2 separate regions of the Ovis aries genome follow, and region 1 is linked to region 2. Evidence: chromatin contacts called from public Hi-C data. All regions are on one chromosome and are shown on one strand. Each heading gives the region's core, a stretch centred on a gene start, on an enhancer-like site or on the middle of the called end of the contact. The rest is flanking DNA. Distances are from core to core; before and after follow the strand shown.

Region 1 (5,629 bases), core at 2,735-5,234, 270 kb after region 2:
AGGGTCCCCAGACATCTAATACACTTCCCATAAATCTTGTGGTTGTTGTTGTTTACTTGCTAAGTCGTGTCCCCATGAACCATAGCCCACCAGCCTCCTATGTCACAGGATTTTCCAGGCAAGAGTACTTGAGCAGTTTGCCATTTCCTCCCCCAAGGAATCTTCCCCACCCAAGGATTGAACCTGCCCTGCATCTCCTGCACTGCCAGGCAGATGCTTTACTGTTGAGGCATCAGGAAAGCTCTTCCCATAAGGCTACCAACTGCCAAAATCCCAAAATACTACCCATAAGCAAATTCTGGAAAGCCAGTCTCTGGATTTTTAATTAAAAGCTCATATAGGAATAGCCCATACACCTATAACCAGGCACCATGCCATGCTGGGCAGCTGACTGAGGCTATGTCCCCAAAGACCATCCTTATCCTCTTGGAGGAGCCTCAGTGCCCTTCCATCATCTTCATAATCATGATGAATAAGTTACAAGAGGAATAATTGCATTGCATCACAGTGTTTTGAACGTGTGCTTTGCTATTACTGCCACTGACCAGATTTATATTAAATTCCACTGAATAATTTTTGAGAGAGAAAGTATTGTCTTTAGTGATCAAATGTCTCTTTGCTCTGTGGTGCTGCCACTTGAAGACCCATATCTCATCAGGATTCATCTTTTAGTCTGGAAAAGGGACTTAGCAGACTGCCACAATAGTGCCATCTATGGCTCTTCATAGGCATAGGCAAGCATGCAAATCACTGGAATAACTGATTCTAGACACAAGCCAATCTTTATTAATTGCAGTTCAATGATGACTCAGGAAAATTGTAATTAGATGGCAGCACTGTTCTAAGTGGTGTACATGTGTTCTTTCATTTAATCTTTACAGCAACACCATGAAATATATGGTAACTTTATCTCCATTTTATCAATGAGGAAACTAAGCCATGGAAAGGTTATGTGACTTTCTCAAGGTTGTCTGTGTGTGTGCTCAGTAGTGTCCAACTCCTTGCGACTACATGGACCATAGCCCAGCAGCCTCCTCTGTCCATGGGATTCTCCAGGCAAGAATACGAGAGTGGGTTTCCATTCCCTCCTCCAGATGGTCTTCCCAACTCAGGGATTCAACCCGTGTCTCCCGCATTGGCAGGCGAATTCTTTACACCTGAGCTACCTGGGAATCCCCCTTTCCTAAGGTTGCTGCTGCTGCTGCTGCTACTAAGTTGCTTCAGTTGAGTCCAACTCTGTGCGACCCCATAGACGGCAGCCCACCAGGCTCCGCCATCCCTGGGATTCTCCAGGCAAGAACACTGGAGTGGGTTGCCATTTCCTTCTCCAATGCATGAAAGTGAAAAGTGAAAGTGAAGTCACTCAGTCGTGTCTGACTTAGCGACCCCATGCACGGCAGCCTACCAGGCTCCTCCGCCCATGGGATTTTCCAGGCAAGAGTACTGGAGTGGGGTGCTATTGCCTTCTCCGAAGGTTACACAACTAATAATTGGAAGAGGGAGGGTTCAAATCCAGGCAATTTGATTTCAGAGTAAAGAACCTACCAGTTGTGCTATTAATAACAAACACCTGGAGCTCATGTACATCTGTTCTATTTACCTAGAGTCGCCCCTATGCCATGTTTGCAAAGTCCCTTTCTTTAGCCATTGGCCACATGTCTCAGGGATCAGTTTCCAAGATATCCTTATCTTCAGGGATTCCTTTGATGTTTGACTCAACCTTCATGTGGAAAAGGGACTTGGAGGGAGACAGTTGGAGGATCAATTGTCCTTTGCCAAAGACAGCCTCTACTCTCTTCGACCCCCTCATTTCATGATCCTTTAACAATGGCCCTCTTAGTTTTCTTCTATTCCTATGTGAACTTTTAATTAAAAGATAATCTATAGAGGACTTCCCTGGTGACCCAGTGGTAAAGAATCTGCCTGCCAGTGCAGGAGACAAGGGTTTGATCCCTGATCCAAGAAGATCCCATATGCCGCGAAACCACTAAGCCCATGCACCACAGCTATTAAGCCTAGGAATCGCAACTACTGAAGAGCTCGTGCTCTGCAACAAAAGAAGCCAGTGTATTGCGACTAGAGGGCAGCCCCCAATCACCACTAGAGAAAAGCTCATGCAGCAGTGAAGACCCACCACAGCCAAAAATGATAATTAATTTTCTAAAAAAGTTTATCTATAGAGTTAAATGAAATATCTGAACAACTCAGGGCTTAAGGATTCACTGTCATTTGAAGTGAAGTGTTAGTCGCTCAGTTGTGTCCAACTCTTTGTGACCTCATGGACCATAGCATGCAAAGCTCCTCTGTCCATGGGATTCTCAAGGCAAGGATACTGGAGTGTGTTGCCATACTCTCCTCCAGGAGGTCTTCCTGACCTAGGGATGGAACCTGGGTCGTCTCCATTGCAGGTGGATTCTTTACCATCTGAGCCACCAGGGAAGCCAAATCTCTGAACAGCTCAGGGCTTATGGATTCATTGTCATTTGAGGTATGGCCCAAAGACCACTTATATTAGAAACATTTGCAACCTTGTTAAAAATGCAGATTCTGAACACCTATCCAGATGTACTTTACTTCTGACAGTAAAGTCTATAAATCTGCATTTGTGAAATGCTTCCCAGGTGATTCTGATAGACCTGAAAATTTGAGAACCAATACTCCAAACCAGCATAGTTTGGTGTGTAAAAGGAGTAATAGCCTCAGGCCCTGAGGACCTAGTGGACCTGGCTCTACATCTAATATCCTTGTGTGACTTTGAGCACACCAATTAATTTCTTTGGGGCTCAGTGCTCTCATCTGTATAAAAGGATATCTCTCCTTTCCATCCTCTCCAAGTTGTATAGATCAAATATAAATGTGTGTGAGAGTTCTTTGGAGTTTCAGAAAAATAACACACATTATTATTATTAGGGGTGGGGTCAGGGAGAACACACTGGAGAAGGAATGCTCTTGGCAAGAACTGAGGGGAGGAGAAGTCAGTTTCTTTTACCCATCAGAGTCCAGACAATGGATTATAGTATTGTGGAATTTCAAGATTCTTTCCAACTCACCATCTCCCCCCTACTCACGTGTTCTCAGTTTATTGCTAACAGCAAAGAAGTCTCCTCCCTTCCAAAGCACTCCTTTAGGTTAAAAAACCTATCTCAGCAGGTTGAGGTCAGCTCCAGGTTCTGATCAGTACCCAACTTGGCACTATCAATAAGTCACTAGATCTCCCCCCTTAGTTATTAGGGGCAAATGTAATTAAATTAAATTATCTGCATATTTGCAGAGATGGAGAAACAAAGAAGATATCTTTGTACTCATTCATAATTAGGCTCAGAATGGCACATATCTGTCATCTTAAAAGACACAGCAAATATTGTTCATTCTTCCTGTGTAGGGAATCCAAACATTTGTTTTGTTTCTGATGTGAATGGGTGATCTATTTATTTTCAAGATGAATTACCCTACTTAGGCCCCCTTCCTTACCCTCCACTTCTGAAGTTTTAGTCCAAGGATTTCATAAATGATTTCAACACTTCTAAGATTCAAATTGGATCTAAGGTTTTGTCCAAACATCTGGCTTTCAATTTCTGAATGCCTAAGTCATTCCTGCCTTTTGGAAAAGAATGTCTGCCCAATCTCATCCATTCCCTGAGTGCTCCATCTCAGTGACTTTCTTCTCTGCTGTTTTGACTTTCTGACCAGGAAATGGATTTCATTAACTAGCTTGCAGAGTGGAGGCTGTACCTGGGGTGACCCCAAAAGTCATTCAAATATTTCATCCAAAGGCAGGGGAACACTATGTAGGAAATCACAAAAAGGAGGAAAGAGAGAAGAGATGAAATCAGGCTTTGATGAGTTCAGCCACACCAGCCCCTTGGAAGAGTGCCAGCACTGGTGAAGCAGCAGCAGCTCTGGGTTTCACAGGCAGTCTGGAATGCACTTCAATACAGCCCAGCCTCCCTCTCGTTAGAGGCCTAGCGTTTGATGATTCAGCTGCTTCCCGGCTGCCAGGAGAGATTTAGCCAACTGTTTGAAAAACACTGTCTGCCCCAGACCACACTTGTTTTTATTCTCTGACTGTTGTCAGGGGCCTCTTCTGAAATGGAACACCTCAGGAAATCAGAACCAAACTCTGAGGAGTTTCTGCTGCCTTTTCTGCCCCCCTTTTCAAAGGCAATTATACCAAAATAGGGATTGTTTGTAGCAAAGTGCTTTCCTAGTGATGTTGAAAGCAGACACTCTATTATGGGGAAATGATCTCTCATTAGATCTTTTTTAGATCAAATGGAAAACATAGTGTGCTAGCAGACTCATCAGACATTAAAGGCACAGCTGAGATGTGGCAGTACTGAACTCTCCATATATCAGTTGCTCAAAGATGCAGGTTAAAGGGTAATGGGGACATGCATTTGGGGAAGGAATTGAGCAAGAGCCTCGGCCAAAGGTTGGACTCCTGAACTCTACTGTTTGCTTCTGAGAAGCTCCCTAGAGCTACAGGTGCAACTTTCTAACAAAGAAAGCTGATCCTCAAAGTGGACTGGGCTGCCTCATTCAGAAATGAACATATTACTTCCAATACAGCATGGTGATTAAGAGGATGATCTTTGGCAAAATGTGTAGCCCAGGCTACATCACTTATCAGTTTTTTGAATGTAAGAAATTTAGTTCTTCGTGCCTCACTTTTCTTATCTGTAAAATAATAGTGCCTTCGTTTGGGGGTTGTGAGAGTTAGAGGATAAATATGAGTTGATACATATAGAGAGTGTAGAATAGGGCCTAGCATATGATAAGCCCTCAATAATGGTGTTAACTATTAATATTTTTAATGCCCTGAAGGTATTCAAGTCAACATCCCTCATGTACTGTGTAGTGCAGTGATTAAGAAGACAACTTTTTAAAGTAAGACACCTAGTTAGACCACTTACTACCTTTGGGCTTGGGTAACCTCTGTAAGCTTCAGTTTCCCCATCTGAAAAATGGGGATAATTGTAGCTACTTCATAGAGTTGTTGTGATGATTAATAAATGATGTAGAATGGTTAATTCAGTGGCTTGCCCATAGAAAGTGCTCAATAACTAATAAATAATCATATAATATGCCAAAGACTCTGTGACTCTAGAAACCCCACATCCTTTTTTTCCCTTAGTCTTGGCTCTATTTAAATTCTAGATATTTTAAAGATTCACTGTATGCTAAAAGGTCCTTATATTTAAGAAACAGATTGAAAATCTATTTCCTCCATTTTTAAAAAAAAAACAGTGATGATGTCTTAATTAGCTCCTTGCTTAGGAGGAAACAGTTATCCAAGTGAGCAGGAAATGGAAAATCAAACTCCTCTCTCCTCAGCTCTTAGATGCTTTAATGATCTCAATAGTTACTTGGGCCAGTCAGCTGAAAAGGGAACCAGCTGGAAGCAGAACCAGGCTAAATTGGCAATTACCAAACTCCTTCATTTTATGAAAATATCTGGTTATTTGTCAGACTTTTGGCCCGCTCAGGATCTCTCAATCTATCCTTTATTCCTCTTGAATGGTGAAAACCTGAGTGACAAGGATGGCAAGGGAGAGAAACAAATCCCTGGCCCTCAAAACCTCACCTATGGCCTGCTATGGAATGTAGGCTTTTCTTTCCAGGGAAGATA
Region 2 (5,369 bases), core at 910-3,409:
TCTCATTATTCTGCTAAAGTATTGAGAGGCACAAACCCAATCAGCTCTATTTCTCAAATTTAGTGTCCACTGTTTTTGTGCCTTATTTCTGATCCAATTTCAAACCACAGTAACTGATGGTTAATTTTAGCCAAAAGATTATCCACCACTTTCAAGCAGATGCCTAATATAGAGAACAGTTCAACTGGAATATAGGCCAGACCTAGGTACATGGACAAAGCCTAATTTTTTAAAACACTATCTTATGGGATATGGCTTCAAATCAATCACTTCAGAATGAAACAGGGCATGAATAAAAGGACAATTTTCCCAGGAAATAATTAGTAAGATATTTTTAAAATTTAGAAAAGCCATAACTAGATTGAAGAGCCACAGGGGAGACATATATCCCAGCAAAACATATTTCAAGCCCTTATTTTAAAAACAGCTTCTGTTTTTATTCTGGATAAAATCTGAGCACCAAATTCCCTTTCTGTTCTCATCCACATCCAAGTAGAATTCCCTTGAGTAGAGGCTAGTTCACACCCTCTCCCCTTTTTGGTCGAGTATTTTTGGGAAAATGGACTTCAGCCATTACATTCCAGTTTTAAAGTCAAAAGAAGTCATGTGACCATGACCCCAGGGGCATCAGAGACTTGGGGCACGTGATGCCAATTGGCATGTGTGGGGCTTCCGCCAGTATGTTGGAATTCGCTCTAAATTGCATCCTCAGGATCAAGTTTAGGTGCCCAAATACACTGTGACATCTAATAAAGCAGACTATCTGCTTATTTCTCAGTAGTTTTTCACTTCACCTAAGTACCTACTGTGCGGCCTGCCAGGCTCTCTTCCCAGTCCCCACCCTCATCCCTGGTAACAAGTCGGGCATCCCCAGCATCCTGTCTATCTGATCCTAAACCGCGAATTAATTCTAAACTCAACCTTGAGCACCAACCGGGATGTCGTGCAGATCGGGTGTGGAGCAAGAAGCGTCTCGTACGGGAAGTGTCATAAAGCCTTAAGTCCACTCCACCTCCCAGGCTGGGATCTTCTGCCCAGAAGCCTGGCGGTCGGAGCCGCCAGCACATTAAAGCCAGGAGCAGCAGCGGCGACGGCGGCGGCGGCAACTTTGGGACTGGCGAGAAGCCAGGGCGCGGGTGGTCGGCGTTCCCCGCCCCCCCCCCCCCCCGCCTCTCATTAGGGCGCTAAGTACTGCGGGTGCGGAAAAGTAAACACTGGCAAGTGCAGCTGTGTGGGAGAAGGGGGATGTTGCCCCTCTCCCACCGTCCCTTTCGACTGTCTCCCGAGCCGCCGGGACCGTGTGCGCTCGAGGGTGCGGAGCCAGAGGAGCTGAGAAAGGAGCAGACCGGGCGGCAAGCAATCGGGAGCGTGAAGAACGGAAAGGTACTGTCCTAACGGCATGGGGATGTCCTGCTACTGAAAGGAAAAAAGTGCTTACTCATAGGGAGACGCGGTGCGATCGCTAAGCGATCGCTACTGGCCAGGGAAGCAAGCGGAAGGCAGGCAACCAGAGCCTCGTTCTCTCCCTGGGCCACCGCACCCCGAGGAGCCGGGGGCCGAGGTGAGCCTGAGAGGTCACCGGAGGTGGGCGAGCCGGGGCTGGAGGCGTAGCAGGCGGCGGGCTCCGGGATTTCCTGAGTCCAGAGCCGGCGGAGGCGGGGGGAGGAGGGTGGCAGTAGCTGGAGAAGGACGGTCGAGGGAAGTTTAGACGCTGGGTTTCTACTTCGGGGCCGCCGCCGGTAAAGGGGAGAAGGGCAAGGGTTGGCGTCAAGGACTCCAGCCCAAGGTTGGCAACAAGTTAAGAGCAACGACTGAGCAAACACCATCTCCCCCAGTGAACGTCAGAAAACGTGTCTGAAGCGGGTAGCGGTCATGGGGAACACTCGGTCACTCCCACCCATCCCTGCTGCGAACGGTCGCTTTGGCGCCCAAGGCTGGGACAGAAATCTCTCCAGCCTCCCTCTCAGGCCCCCGCCCCCCGTGCCAGGCATGTTCCCGCCGAGGTTCCTGGAGATGCTCTCCTCTGGACCCACTCCTGCCCACGCTCAGGGACCCTGCTCCCCTCGTGCCCTCCTGTACCTGCAGAGCACTTACAGAAAGTCGCAGAGTACCGGATCTGGCCCAACTGCCTCCTCCCGACGCACTCAGACAACTTCTGCCGCTCGGAATCTTTGCGGCTGTGGTTCTAAAGCCAGCGCTCCCGCCCCTTCTGCCAGGCCCTCCGCCCCTCGGCCGCCGCCATTGGCTCGGGTGGTGCTAGCAGTCGGCCTGGGAACCAGGAAAGGGATTGGGCCACGAGCCTGTCACATCATCTGGGTGGGGTTTTGGGACAAAAGGCACAGGGATGGGCGCCCTGGAGGGATGGGAACTGTAACTGCGGCTGGGAGCGGAGATTGGTCCTCTGCTCCCTTTCTCCCCTTCCCTAGCTCCGAAGAGACTAGAAGAAGTCCTCAGAACCTGGCTGGGGTACCACTTTCTCAAAAACCGTGTAGAATAAATGAAAAGATGAGAATGTGGGAGCGAGAGTTTGAATGTTACCAAGACCCTATTTAAGTCTGGAGAGTACAGTTTCAACCTAGAATCATAAAAAGAATCTGGACGTGGGAGGGGACGTTAGTAGTACGCATCAGTAGTCTCTTCGGCTCCAATCAGCTCAGGTGCGGAGCAACGCTGAGGGAAAACCTCAGCAATCTTCCCTTTCTAACTAGTTATCTGGAACAGATATATGGACAGGACGAGGCTCTCATGTTTTGGGTTTCATGCCAAGTAAATTGTTGGCCAAAGTCACCTGTGTGGTCTGTTTGTCCATACGGAAAGGAGTGAGAGGTGGAGGTGGGGAGGGACGTGAAAGTTACGTGGTTCCCGTTGGTTGACTGTAAACGGATGTCAATTCTCATCAATCTCCTTTCACCAGAGAAAACTTGGAGACATACTCCTGCTTCCTAGAGTACCTTTCCTTCTTCTCGGCCTCTGTGTCATAGCTGACCTCTTTCATTAACATGCGCTGAGGTTTCCCCTGCTTATCTGCATTCCAATCTTTGGAATCAAGAGACTGGCTTGTGGCACAAGAAGCGGAAAGGCTAAACCCTTTCCCGTTTCAGTCGCAACCATTTTGTTCAGGCAATGTGTGCTTGGAAAATTTTTTGAAGAATTTTAAGTTGGTTCAACTCAATCTCATTTTATATGCACTAGGAAAATCTACTAAATTCAGAGTGGCCTGAAACATTGAATGGTCTTGTCAAGGAAACCTCCCTTTATCTACTGTTCTGGATTTCTTGAGAGAAATTAATCTATAGTGAGTGTCCTGGCTTCTTAAATGGGCAGAGAAGGAGAGTTCACATACTGCCTAAAGGCTCTACTAGCAGAGAAAGAATTAGCATTGTGAAAAAGCCTTGTTAAATATTAATTAATGATTAACCAGCTGGAAGCACATATGAAAGGCACAGAAAGGTGAAAAATAAATGAGAGGGCAATCATCAGGCTTTCAGAAACATTAAATTTCTGGTGTGAGAGATTTTGCACTGGGTCAGGCTAGGGTCAGCATAAAAGTACCGATTTTAACATGTTCACGTTGCATGAACTGTACACTATATCGCCACACACATTTACAAGAGGCTCCAAAATGAGATTTCTGATTTTCAGTAATCAGCCCAAGGTTTGGTATGGTTTCTGGAATTCTTTACACAAAATTTCTAGATACACTGATACAGTACTTTAGTTTTCTACATTTTATGTTGTCTGTAAATCACTCCTGAAGAGCTTCCAGTCTCGATTAATTTTTTTTTAGAGCTTGGTTGCTTTACAATGTTGTGTTAGTTTCTACTGTATAGCAAAGTGAATCAGCTATACGTATATGTATATCCCCTCTTTTTTGGGTTTCCTTCCCATTTAGGTCACCACAGGGCACTGAGTAGAGTTCCCTAGCTTTACAGTCCACCTGCTTTAAAACTTGGGAGAAGGCACTGGCACCCCACTCCAGTACTCTTGCCTGGAAAATCCCATGGATGGAGAAGCCTGGTAGGCTGCAGTCCATGGGGTGGCTAAGAGTTGGACACGACTGAGCGACTTCACTTTCACTTTTCACTTTCATGCATTGGAGAAGGAAATGGCAACCCACTTCAGTGTTCTTGCCTGGAGAATCCCAGGGATGGGGGAGCCTGGTGGGCTGCCATCTATGGGGTCACACAGAGTCGGACACGACTAAAGCTACTTAGCAGCAGCAGCAGCAGCTTTAAAACTTAAATTTACAGACTTAGAATATCTTATGAAGGGACTCAAGCTAAATTTTCAAGAATAGGTATAGTTGTCTCAATTACTTACCTTAGTATTCTATTTTAGTATATTTTTCAAGTGTTAGAGTTTAGAATAAGTCAAAATATTAAGAATCCTAAGGATATGCTATTTAGGCTTTCCTGTTTTGTTTTGTTTTGTTAAAAAAAAAAAAAACTTACATAGGAGCTTTAAGTGAAGTGAAGTCACTCAGTCGTGTCCGACTCTTTGCGACCCCATGGACTGTAGCCTACTGGGCTCCTCCATCCATGGGATTTTCCAGGCAAGAGTACTGGAGTGGGTTGCCATTTCCTTCCATAGGAGCTTTACATAAGCTTTAATTTACTTACTAATACTAAGGATGTCAGAATTCAACAAGAGATTGTAGTCAAGAAATGTCACTTTAATAGAAGTCCAGTGGCCATAATTTCAAAGCCATGGGGTGCCCAGACAGTAGCACTGCATCTTACTGCCTCAGTAGTTTCCAACAGATAAAACATGCCCTATTTGGATGGTGGTTGAGATTCCTGTTTAACAAGCTCAACAATAAAATCCAAGTAGAACTCCATTTTAATGAAAATTCCTAAAATGGCCATTTTGCTGTAACTAAGCTACTTTTGTGTTACCCAAAATCTAAAAGTCCTTTTCAGAGGTTAGTGTTTTGCTCTAGGAAAGGGGCCTTGGACTCAGAGCTCTAATAAAACTGCATTTCATTCTGATCTTTCAAACCGTCAGTTTAAGACATAGAGAATCATTCACAAAGTAACCCAAAGTTGGTAGTTTTTTCTATTTATATAAAAGAATCTTGCACAGATGATCTTCCGGGTCTCTTTCAGAAGCTCAAAGGCAGGTTTTTGACTCTAATTCATATTTTAAAATTGATTTATAATTAACAAACAAGTTATAGTAGTTTCAGGGGTACAACATGTTGACTTGATGCTTTTATACATTACGAGATGATCACAAGTCCAGTTACCATCAAAAGTTGTTATAATAGTGACTATATTCTATACATGTACATAATATCCCCATGAAATTTATTTTATAGCTGGAAGCTTGTACTTCTTATTCCTCTTCACCTGTTTCACTCATTCCCCCAT

The links. Hi-C and Micro-C count contacts between places; a contact is called where the count stands out from the background.
Region 1: a Hi-C map of tail adipose tissue shows a contact between it and region 2, with 3 times the contacts expected there. The contact joins the enhancer-like site here to the promoter of PLS3 in region 2. A contact is called at or near these places in 3 of 16 Hi-C or Micro-C datasets (omental adipose tissue, skin fibroblasts and tail adipose tissue).

The regions. Positions count from the first base shown.
Region 1 is chrX:119,450,592-119,456,220 of ARS-UI_Ramb_v3.0, forward strand. No RefSeq gene overlaps it. Among named protein-coding and RNA genes, the nearest start is that of LRCH2, 94 kb to the right of the region's middle. Within about 2 kb of position 3,985, at least 13 of the 54 cell types and tissues checked have an H3K27ac peak or open chromatin away from gene starts, as enhancers often do. A contact at or near this core is called in tail adipose tissue, where this site is marked.
Region 2 is chrX:119,186,410-119,191,778 of ARS-UI_Ramb_v3.0, forward strand. It overlaps PLS3 (plastin 3), which reads right to left and starts at 2,160. Exons shown (of 17, transcript XM_042242471.2): 1 at 2,080-2,160.